Linked DNA regions of Mus musculus: region 2 is linked to region 1. The links are chromatin contacts, called in public Hi-C maps. All regions are on one chromosome and are shown on one strand. Each heading gives the region's core, a stretch centred on a gene start, on an enhancer-like site or on the middle of the called end of the contact. The rest is flanking DNA. Distances are from core to core; before and after follow the strand shown.

Region 1 (5,564 bases), core at 1,052-3,551:
CAGAGTGACAGGGCACCAAGACTTTAACACCTGGGCCCTTAGAGAAGCGTCAGGAAGGACCTGGGACCCAAGTGCTGGATGTAGCTTCAAACAGTCACTTGCTATCTCCAGAACACACATTTCCCTCAGCTCTGGACTTAGAAAACAAGCACCCCAGATAATTACCACAGTGGTTCCAACAATGAAGCCTATTAGCCACCTGTCTATTCTTAAAGCTAATTGTCTCTTTGTTTAGCAAGTGTCTTCTAGCTGGTTAGAGAAAACAGTTGATAAGCCTGACTTCTTAGGATCACATTTCAGAGGAAAAAAATAAATATTATGTAACCCGAACTTACATTGGCATGTAAACAACCAATTATGTACCCAGTGGCACAAGCTTACTGGAATCCGCGCTCTTCAAAAGATGACTCATGGTTCATTAGTGGATTGTGAAATCGCTTCAGTGGGTCACAAACAGCCTTTGGAAGGACAGGACAGACTAGAATGGAATGGAGGGTAGGCTAGAGCAATGTATCAACTCATCATATACAGTAACATTTATATTCTGTATTGTATTCATTTCAGTAATAGATATGTCTACTCATTAGTGTAAAGTAAGTTGTTATTGCTGTAGGTCAGAGAGTTACTTTAGGAAGGAATGTGGACAGATGTAAACTGTGTCAAGTCCCTTCCCACTAATTTCTGGGGTATGGCTTTCCCTCCATGTAGCCACCCTTCCCTTCTCTGCAGAGAGCTGTTCTCAGGTTGATCGCTCTGGACAGATCTCTGCCAAGCCCCTCCCCTCCCACCACCCTAGACCCTCCATCAGACGAATGCGCCTGTTAGATTCAAAACATGTTTTGGACACCAGGGGAGGGCAGAGCAAGAGTCCTAAAAACTGTGGTAAGTTAGTAGCCGAGTTGGAAGCTGAATTTGATTATTTATGGATTCTTTTCAGGCTGGAGGGGGGGGGCAGTGTGCAGTGACTCTCAGAGAGTGAGGAAGCTCAGTGAGCAGCTGTCCTGTCACAGCCAGTGCTAGGAAAGGGGAGGGACGGGCTTTCTGTGTAGCAAAGGGACTGGGCTATGTCTGGGGATGGAGGTCCCCCCCCCCACACGTAAGCAACAGCAGGGTGTACCCTCCTCTAGCATTGGAAAGGAGCAGACCCTGTTTTGCATACAGCAGAAAAATAGGCAAATCTAAAAAGGCTTTTCTCCATTCCCATGACATCCTATCCTATTCATTTGATTCACATGCTTTCTGTCCCCCTTGCTCTGTCTCCATATCTGTCTCTGTCTCCTCTGTTTCTCCCCCCTCCCCCACCAATCCTTTTTCCCCTTCTCCCTGGTCTCTTTCCCTTTCTCTACTAGCGTAGCGCTCCATGTTCTCATCCTCAGCTACGTATGATCTAAAAGAATACCTCAGCGCTCTGTGGTGCTCTGCTGGGATGCAGTTAGCTCTGCTTTTCAGCCAGATGTCATATCAAGCTTGCGACAGCTGCGATCAGCTGTTGGAAGTGGGGGAGCCAGGCAGTGAGGTGGGAGCGCCTGGCTTCTGGCCAAGCCCTAGTAGAAAGATGAGTGTCTGTCCTCCAGCATGTCTTTCCCTTGCTGACTCCATTGCTCCAGCATTTTCTTTGTGTGTACATCTCTTTCTTCTACCTCAGATGTTCTATCCTCTTTGTACCTATTCCTTGGAAACTGGAAACCATTGTACTGATACACAGACCTTTTACAACATTAGTTTCTTTGTGACAAGGGAAAGGACCCTCCATTTATGACCCCACCTTCAACTTCAGCTGTTGATAAGGTGCTCTGTGATAATGAGGAAGAGCCTGGATTCTGTTAGATTTATATCCTCACTTTCCTCTGCTTCTTACTGGCCTTGAATTGCTCCTGGGCCATATACTTGAATTCTGAGTCCACCAGCTTCCTTCCATGCATGCTATATGGGATACCTGCTTGAGTGTTTTGAGAAGATTAAAAGACAAACATACAGAAAAGTCTTCTCTTTTGCCCAGGGCTATATATATGCTATGTGTCATGTTCTGCGTATGACTCTCCCTGGTCAGAGTCTCTTACTGTGCCTTCCTTAGCAGACAGAGACAAACACACACACACACACTACTACTACTACTACTACTACTACTACTACTACTACTACTACTGGGTAGTCTGATACCATCCCAACTCTTTCTCCACCCTAAGGGTTGCCATTGGACCTGTAATTCCATTGAAAGAGTGGGTCTGAGATGGTCACAGTGCTGCTATGAACCCTTGTTATTTTTCCAGGATTAGAAAATGAGTTCTCTGGGGCATGAGTCATCGCAGAATAGGGGTGAAAAGTCAGTAACAGAAAACAAAACATGCCTTTTCTCTGTGTGCCTGAGAAGGAACTGGAAGCTCACACCAGATAAGTACAGATAAGTCACAAACATGACTAAGGAGAAAGTCTGTTGACCAAGTGTGGTTGTTTATGACCCTACCCGCCATTCATTCAACCTTCTTTCTGCTTGGGCTGCACTGGCTTTCCCTTGGTTTCAGTGGTGCAGCTGGAAATCCTGGCTACCCTCAAAGCTGTTGCCTGAAGAGGACCCTGAGGTGACCTGCTAGTGCCAGTGTCTACCAGGGATCCAAAAACTGCTGCATAGCACCAGATGGGTCATCTGGGAGCCTCTACCAGACAATGGGAGCCACGAAGGCCACATGGACCTAGGTCACCTCTCCTTCTGTGGACTCTCCCGAGAATTACATCCTGGCCCTAGAGGAAGCTTTAGGAGGTGTTGGAGAGAGAGAACAGGAAAACTACATCTGTAGATTGACTTTTGTGGGCTTTGATTTTCTTTTTTTATTCCATAGACAATTGTTGGTTGGACTGTGGATTTCCACTATCTATTTCTCAAGTTTCACAGCCAAGAGCTCAACTGTTGCTCAGATCTTGAGATTTTATCCACAGAAGTATCTGCTTCCCTTCAGTCTATACCCAATCTACTACTTATCTACATCCTAATTTTAACTATTTAGTTTATGTTCATGTGTGTGCGTAGGTATATGTATGTGTATGTAGCTGAGTGTGTATATGTGTATGTACATGTGTGCACATGAATATGGAGGTCAGAAGCCAACCTCAGCTGTACCTCAGGAGGTATGCATCTTAGTTTTTAGAGATGGTTTTAGTTTTTAGGCTATGCTAGTTGACCAACATGTCCCAGGATTCTGCCTGTCTCTGCCTTTCCACTGCTGGGATGACAATCACATGCCACCACTCCACCTTTGTAAAGTCAAACTCAGACCTTCATGCTTGTGCAACAAATGCTGACCAGCTGAGCCATCTCCCCGATCTCTGTCACCACTCAGTCTGAACACCCTATCTTTCTTTGGGCAGGTTCAAAGATTATCGAGAACCACCATGGGCACCAAACCCTTATGAGTTTTCCAAGCAGTACTGGTCTGTTTTGTCTGCCCGTCTGGCCTTTGTTATCATCTTCCAGGTGAGTTATTCAGGTGAAGACCAACCAATCAGAATGCAGGCTTCCCAGGTGAAGACTCCTATAGTGTCCTGCCTGTCCCTCATAGTCAGATGCTTACGGAACAGTCACTCTTAGTATCTGGGTGTGTGTATGTGGCTTTAGTACCTCTGTGGGACACCCGAACTAAGGGCACTGAAGTCCTTTGTAACAAATGACATCACATCTTCATGTAGCCCACCAATATCTTCTCATATACTTTAAATCATTGCTAGAGGACGTGATAATGAATGAAATGCAAACTCAATAAGGACAGGTCTAAGAAATATTGACAAGCATAGCATGCAGGTGTGTCTGCTGGTGTGGCTTTGTTCTCGGTTATTTTTGATCCATGGTTGGTTGGATCTGAGCATAGCAGGCCATGGATACAGAGGCCCACTTGTGCTCTGTGACATAGGGAACTTCACATGGGGCAGGCAGCAATAACTGTAAAGCAGGAGAATTCCCCCGAGAGAGCTTTGAATGGGTTGACTTGGCCGAAAGATAATGAACTCCAGAGTAAAGTTATCGAACAGATGTAGAGTAAGTTGCAAAGTGGAGATACTTGCCCATTTAAACTGGAGAAGAAGAAAAGAAAGCGGAGAACCATTGAAACCAGAGTCTCAGCACTGGGACAGACAAACAGCACATCCCTTCTGTCAGCCTGAGAAAGGGCTCAAGTTCGGGAACTTTCCTGCTGAGCTCATGGGTCTCCCCTTTGTTAGCATTGTTCACCATGGAGACATCTGGCTGGAGGGGTCTGCAGAGTCATCTAGCCACCCCCGGAATGAATAGCAAACTCGAGCTCGTGTGATTCCTATCTTTGACAATAGCCACAGCTCCAATTGCGACGCTGAGATTCTCTGAGCTCCCGGACCTCCAATTCCCACTCAGGGTCTTGTTGATCTTTGAGCAGAGGCCAGAGCACAAAGCCAGATCCTTTTCTCTTCAGTTCCCTTGGCTTTTGTGTTCCCTAAAGGCAGGTCTCTGGGGGGCTCTAAGGTATCCAGCCCCTCAGACTCCAGCCCAGGATGTGGAAAAGCCCACCAGCTAATCTTTCACCCACAGAAAACACTATTCTTTCCCTGTAGAGATGGGATGATATGTTTGACAAATTGCCTAGACATCCCCCTGCTGCCCCCCCACCTGCCCCCATTTCCTCACTTGCCCATATGTCACAGGTCACAGGTCACTCACATTGGTGGTGGCTAGAGGAAAAGCCTAAGTACCTGGGAGCCTCTGAAAGCATTTGTTCCTAAAACCTTCTCTTGAGTTCCCAGGAGCAAGAATTAAATCCAGGGCCTGTTCCCACCTTAGTTTCCTAGAGGGGAAAGAGAAGACACACAGCATATAGCTCCCAGAAAGAAAATCATCATGAGTTGAGGAATGTGCTGGATGAATATGTAGGAAGGAGAGACTTGATAGATGAGCAAGAATCAGAGTATGTTAGCTTGAATTGGTCCATGCCAGGCGTCATAGGCTGATATTCATCCCTCATAGAGAAACTGCTCCTAGGAAAGACTTTGCTTGCCTCCCTGTGTATCCCAGAGATGAGCTTAGCAGGAAGCCTCATGCAAGTGTCTACAAAAGCCTGGGATCAACCAAAGAGAACTGGATGCAGAGAGTCCTTGGTGTCTGCAGAATGAGGAGACTGAGCTGTAGGGAGTTGGGATAAAGCCAGATCAGTGAAAACATCTAAGCTTCTAGCCTGGTATTGAGGACTGAAGAGACAGAAAGGGAGATGACCGGGGCAGTTGTCCCACAGGCAATCCTATAGAGGCCACTGTGGTCAATGGATACTTCCTTGGAGGCTCCAGTCTAGAGCAAGTCTAGAAGCGTGAGGACCAAGGACATGTGAGGATTCTGTGGTTGGTGCAACAGTGTACTATGTGACTGGCTTCCTGACAGGAAGACACACAGGGTAGCTGCCACTTACCACATCTTGCCATTGCCAGTATTTGATGTGTATTATTAAGTCATCAGTACTCATAGCTGCTCCAGGAGTAGACTGAAGTTGTAGTAATTTTACTAATGGGACACCATTGCCAGTGAGGACACCTAGGGACATTTTGGCTCATTG
Region 2 (5,564 bases), core at 1,021-3,520, 450 kb after region 1:
GGGGGAGAGAGAGAGAGAGAGAGATAGAGAGAGAGAGAGAGATAGAGAGAGAGAGAGAGAGAGAGAGAGAGAGAGAGAGAGAGAGAGAGAGAGAGAGAGAGAGAGATCTGAGAGGCTTCAGTCTTGTGCCTGATATTTCTTGGACTCAGGTACACTGATGCACCTCTCTGGGCTTTGGTTCCACATAATGTAAGAAGAGCATTGGCTGAACAGGTTTTCTTCCTTCTGCCTAAAGTGCCAGCTCCAGAGCATGGAGGGCCCAAAATGTGGGGGTCCCAGAGCATAGAAGGTCCAGAGTATAGGGATCTCAGAGCATGCAGGCCCCATGGCATGCAGGACCCAGAGCTTGAAGGCCCCATGGCATGCAGGACCCAGAGCATGCAGGCCCCATGGCATGCAGGACCCAGAGCATGCAGGCCCCATGGCATGAAGACCCCAGAGCATGCAGGCCCCATGGCATGCAGGCCTCTTGAACCAGTCGTCTTCTGTGCTGGCCGCTGTTGAGGGTGTTGACTGAGTTCATCTGTTTACCAAGACAGATTCAGCTGTCCACCTCCGATTACTTCATCACAGGCGCTGACAGCCCCTCTGGGCAGGGCTCCTGGCACCACCCCACGAGGGGAGCATCTGCGATCGTTACCCATCCTCATCAAATTCAGATTTATGGAGTGTGAGGCTTGACAAGGCCCCAGGAAGGTCATGAAACACATGGTCTCAGAGCCCCTTGGGAGCTTGTGTTCTGACTCATGGGCAGGTTCCCAAGATACTCTGCCAAGCAGGTCAGCACTGTGGTCCTTATCCTTACAGGGTGAGGTTGGAGGATGGTGACCAAGGCCACAAATATGTCGTGTGAACCAGGTGCTGGTGACAGTAGCGAGCTGCGCCTGAAGGTCATGTTGTTATTGTATCTCTATCTTCAGGTTTCCCATTCAGCTACTGGTGTGGTGAGGGCAGACATATGCAGACAAACAAATGATGCTCTCAGCCTCCAGTCGTGACCATACCAATAGACAGTGTTCCTGTGTACTGGCCATTACACCAAGACTGTCACATTACTCTTTTACACCTTCCAACCAACCCATGGGGCCATGATTCACCCCAACTTTCTGATGAGAGAACTGTGCTTCAGAGAGGGTAAGATGTTTGCCTTGAATTTACCTTGAATTGGGAAGCTTAGAAAGCCCTCATACATCCCAAAGTGCATAGGACAAGGAATCCCACAAAATAATAGCAGCCAACAGAACAAGCCTCTTGTGAATAATAAGACTGAGAAACTCGGGGGACACATATTTGGAAGTTGAAGGAGAGGAGAGAGTCCCATAGGTTGATGCACAGATGGAGGGCTCCCTGTGCAAAGCTGTGGAACAGGAGGGACAGGCAGGCATGGTTTCCCAGGTGAGCAGAGAGGGGAAGACACAAGGAAAGATGCAGGTGTAGGTGTGTGTGTGTGTGTGTGTGTGTGTGTGTGTGTGTGTGTGTGTGTGTGTGTGAAGCAGGAGCCTCGTGAGTGGAAAACTGAGTAGAGGCAATGTTTCATTCTTCTCCTTTTATTCTACTGCCTCTGTGGCCTGATTTCCAGAGACTTCTAAGTTACTGCGATGAGCATATGGTGGGAAACACATAAAACACTTGCTGTTGGGCTAGAGGTAGAACATGTGACCTCCAGAAACTTTAGACTTTACCAGCAAGGCTGCTTGCCCTTGGCGCTCATCTACCTACATACGATGGGGAAAGTTGCCAAGGTGGCATTTGAGACCCATATGTCAGAGGGACTAAAGGGCATGGTCTATCATTACACTCAGCACATAGTGAGTGGCCTTATATCCCTGGAGTGCTCCATGACACAGGACATACTTCTGTCACATTTTGATGGCTTGGTCGTCATGTGATGTCTCCTCACTGCTCCGGGCTGTGTTCCTGTTTAGGATACTATAGAACATACGCTGCCTCTAAGGAATCCGAAGTCAGAGACTGAATTTGGGGGGGGGGGGGGCTGCATGCTCTATGATGCACAGGTGGCAGACATCTCCCTCTGCTCCCCCTGGCTGTGAAGCAGTGGCTATGCTGGTGAAGAGGAAGGGGAAGACACGATGGCTTGTGCTTCTCAGCGACCCCCACCACCCCTCCCCCCCCACACACACACACCAAGCCTCCCTACTGGGCACTCATGAAGATGCCCTCTGCAGGCAGCCAGGGGAGTGCCTCTCCCTGCACACTCCACTTTTACTCACCCTGTGCCACACGCAAGTTCTCAAGCAGGAAAGGTCAAACCACAGCCTCTCCCTTGCTTTCTTTGTCCCTGTGGCTCTATTTTTAGTTTAGGAGAGACCCTGTCCTCTGACTCATGGTCTCACTGACAAATATGCCCTTAACAGAGCAAGCGAAATGAAGGGGTCATTCTCATGTCATGCTCCTGTGAGTCAAAGAGGCCCTTGTGACTGGGCCCTTTTGGCTATTTAACACTAAGCTCTCTCTAAAACCATATTCTCTGCAGGCCAAATCACTAGGGCCAAATAATAACCACACACACAAACATACACACACAACACACACACTCACACACACACACTCATATGTACACACTTATACACAAATACACAAAAACAAACACAGCCATACACAAAACACATACACACTCATACATACTCACACACACACACACACACACACAGACTCATATACATACACACACACACACAGACTCATATACATACAGATACTCATACACACATACCACACCACATAGTGTATCACATACATAATGCAATACAACACACATATATACCACAATTTACATACATACCATACATACAAACACAACACATACATAACATATGGCACATACATCAAAAACTAAAAGTATTTTATTAAGCCTACATGACTCTCCTGGGGAAGAATTCCCATGGTGGAGGTGTCCAGAGAGAATAGAGAGTCAGAGAAAACGAAGATGAACTGCTGGCCTCAGCTCTCATACCTTCACTACAGAATCCACGGAAGCTGAAGGTTACTTGCACCTCTTGAGAACAAATGGTGGCCTCCTTCCAAGTTTTGAGGTTGGCTGGTTCCAGGCCTAGGTCTGAACCTGTCCTTGCTAGCCTCAGATTTAATCTTATCCCATTGATCCCTGTTTCCTTCTCGTCAGCCTTTTGCTCACTGGTCCCTCTGTAAGGAATAGAAGTTCAGGCCAGTGAGGGCTTGGTCCACAGAAGGACACTGTTGAGAAGAGGAAACCTGAAGTAGGAAGGGAGTATCTAATGGGAGCTCTTCTAACATCAGTGGGAAGTTTACCTCAAATATAGTCACACATCCCTGGATTCTTCTTTGCCTTACATCTGATTTGGGGTGAGAATCTCTAAAAACACGAGCTTCAGGAAGCCCTTTGTCTTTGTAAGTTAATTATCATGTGTATCTTGTTATGGTATCAGAAAGCTGATTAATGATAAAATAACATCTCACTTGCCTATTTACCTATATCTTTTTATTTTTATTTTTTATTTTTATTTTATTTTTTTGTATTTGGTTGTTTATTTATTTATTTATTTGGTTTTTCGAAACAGGGTTTCTCTGTATAGACTTGGTTGTCCTGGAACTCACTCTGTAGACCAGGCTGGCCTCGAACTCAGAAATTCACCTGCCTCTGCCTCTGCCTCCCAAGTGCTGGGATTAAAGGTGTGTGCCACCACACCCAGCCTGTATCTTAAAAAAAAAAAAAAAAAAAAAAAAAAGATTAAATAAATCTAAGAATAAGAGACCAGAGGCCAAACAAAAGATATTAGAACCTTCAGTGAGTTTCTGTTCTCTGTGCCATCTGTCATAACAGAGCAGACTCTTGGTTCTAAGTATCACAGATGATCATGTGAACATCACGTATTTCTGCTAAGCTCGCCCATGATTTTGTACCATGTCCCTAACAGTCCTAGGAGATACAAACTATTGTCTTCATGTTCCATTTGCAAAAGTGAATATACAGAGAGAGCAGCACTTTCTTACAAGCACCAACACTAGCAGAGAAGTCATTTCCTGTCCCAAATCCACCCCTAGCTAAGAGTCTTTACACCGGGTCATGTAGAATAAATATCCATCAAATGATGGGTTAACAATTCCCATGGCCCTGAGTTTATAGAGGATCAGGATATGAGTGTGCCCCCAAATTATAAATGTGAAAAATCTCCCACACTCTTCCAGGAACAACCCCCCCCCCCCCAGCTTTCCTTGAGATTTTCCCTCATGGTCAAAGAGACCAACAATGCAGGCATGAGAGGCTCAAGCCCACAGCTGGCTCACCTGCCCCTCTCTTCCCTTGGCTCCCATGGAAAAGAAACCCAACCTCCCCAGCCCAGCTTTGTGCTCCTGGGAGCTTTGGTCCCAGTGGTTGATTGGATTATCTTTATTGGTCTTTCTGCCATTATTAAATCTCTGGGGACGTGAACCAGATGTCCCCATTTGACCAGCCATTGTAGTTGTGTCCAGCAATGGCCAGCTGTTTGGGGCTCTGTTCACAGACTGTCTCATTTATCTTGGATTTCTTAGTGCCAGAAGCAAGCTGCTGGAGGAGAAAGGGACGCTCCTGACCTCAGGAGGAAAGTATGAGTCAGGAATCCAGGAAATGCCACAAAGCATCGCTTTCTTCCCAGCATGCACCCTCTCTGCCCAGCTAAGCCTTCGAGGTATGCTTTGTTTTCCTTCCTTTAAGAATCTGATCCAGGCATCTCCCCTTTCAGAAAAAGATTTCCCCGATCATCTCTGAAAAATCTGTTGCATTTTAAGGTTGATCCATAGAGGGATTAGCTTCTGGGTTTTAGTTCCACATCTTTAGCGAATCGGGGTAGCACAGCTGGATGGACAGCTTAGCTTCACACATCACTGAGGAAAGCTTTGGGTCCAGGAAATTGCTAAGGACCGTTAGCAACGTTTCGTGTCTCCTCCCTCCCGGCCTGTTACCTAGTTCCAAGACTTGAGACAAAGCACCGCTCCAACTTGAGTGGAAACAGAGGAGCTCCAACAGTATCGAACTTGCGTGGAGGCGTTGGAAAGGAGTGTACACTGAGCCATCAGGCACTTGTGTCGTGGTTCTGACTGCCCATCTGTGGGTTAGATCATCTCATGATTAACAAAGACATGGAGAAATACTTGCTACCTCTATCCAGAACTGAGGTGCATCACCACCAGACTTACATAAGCAACCTGGAGGGTGGGATCAAATTCATGGTTCTAATCCAGGCTTAGATACCAACCTAGACTCAATTTCTATGGAACTTGGTCTTGTTACAGATTTTTAACAGACTGTTACATACATGAACAGAATGTCTCTCTTTTTGAAATAGTGTTTGAAATATTTTAAAACAGCCTGTAGACATTCTCACCCTTCGTGAAGAACTTCTTACGTCATTTTCCGTAGTTCTCAGCACCCCGTGAACAGGCTCTGGATCCACTGGATGATGAATGGCCCGAGTGGAACTCCAAGTAAGACTGTAGCTGTTTTGAAACATTAGTATTACTTTACCATTGTCCTATCAATCTTTCTAAAGTATCATGACAAATCTTATTTATAACGTGAAATCCAA

Evidence for each region. Hi-C and Micro-C count contacts between places; a contact is called where the count stands out from the background.
Region 2: a contact with region 1 is called in a Hi-C map of muscle stem cells, with 5 times the contacts expected there. The contact joins two enhancer-like sites. A contact is called at or near these places in 6 of 484 Hi-C or Micro-C datasets (embryonic stem cells, muscle stem cells, myocytes and 1 more).

The regions. Positions count from the first base shown.
Region 1 is chr6:126,033,485-126,039,048 of GRCm38.p6, forward strand. Ano2 (anoctamin 2) reads left to right here. Exons shown (of 25, transcript NM_001364562.1): 24 at 3,364-3,469. Among named protein-coding and RNA genes, the nearest start is that of Ntf3, 130 kb to the right of the region's middle. Within about 2 kb of position 2,302, at least 43 of the 459 cell types and tissues checked have an H3K27ac peak or open chromatin away from gene starts, as enhancers often do. A contact at or near this core is called in muscle stem cells, where this site is marked.
Region 2 is chr6:126,482,806-126,488,369 of GRCm38.p6, forward strand. It overlaps Gm38899 (a long non-coding RNA gene), which reads right to left. Exons shown (of 5, transcript XR_869437.2): 3 at 5,364-5,475; 4 at 4,942-5,084; 5 at 3,464-3,696. Among named protein-coding and RNA genes, the nearest start is that of Gm38899, 29 kb to the right of the region's middle. Within about 2 kb of position 2,271, at least 26 of the 459 cell types and tissues checked have an H3K27ac peak or open chromatin away from gene starts, as enhancers often do. A contact at or near this core is called in muscle stem cells, where this site is marked.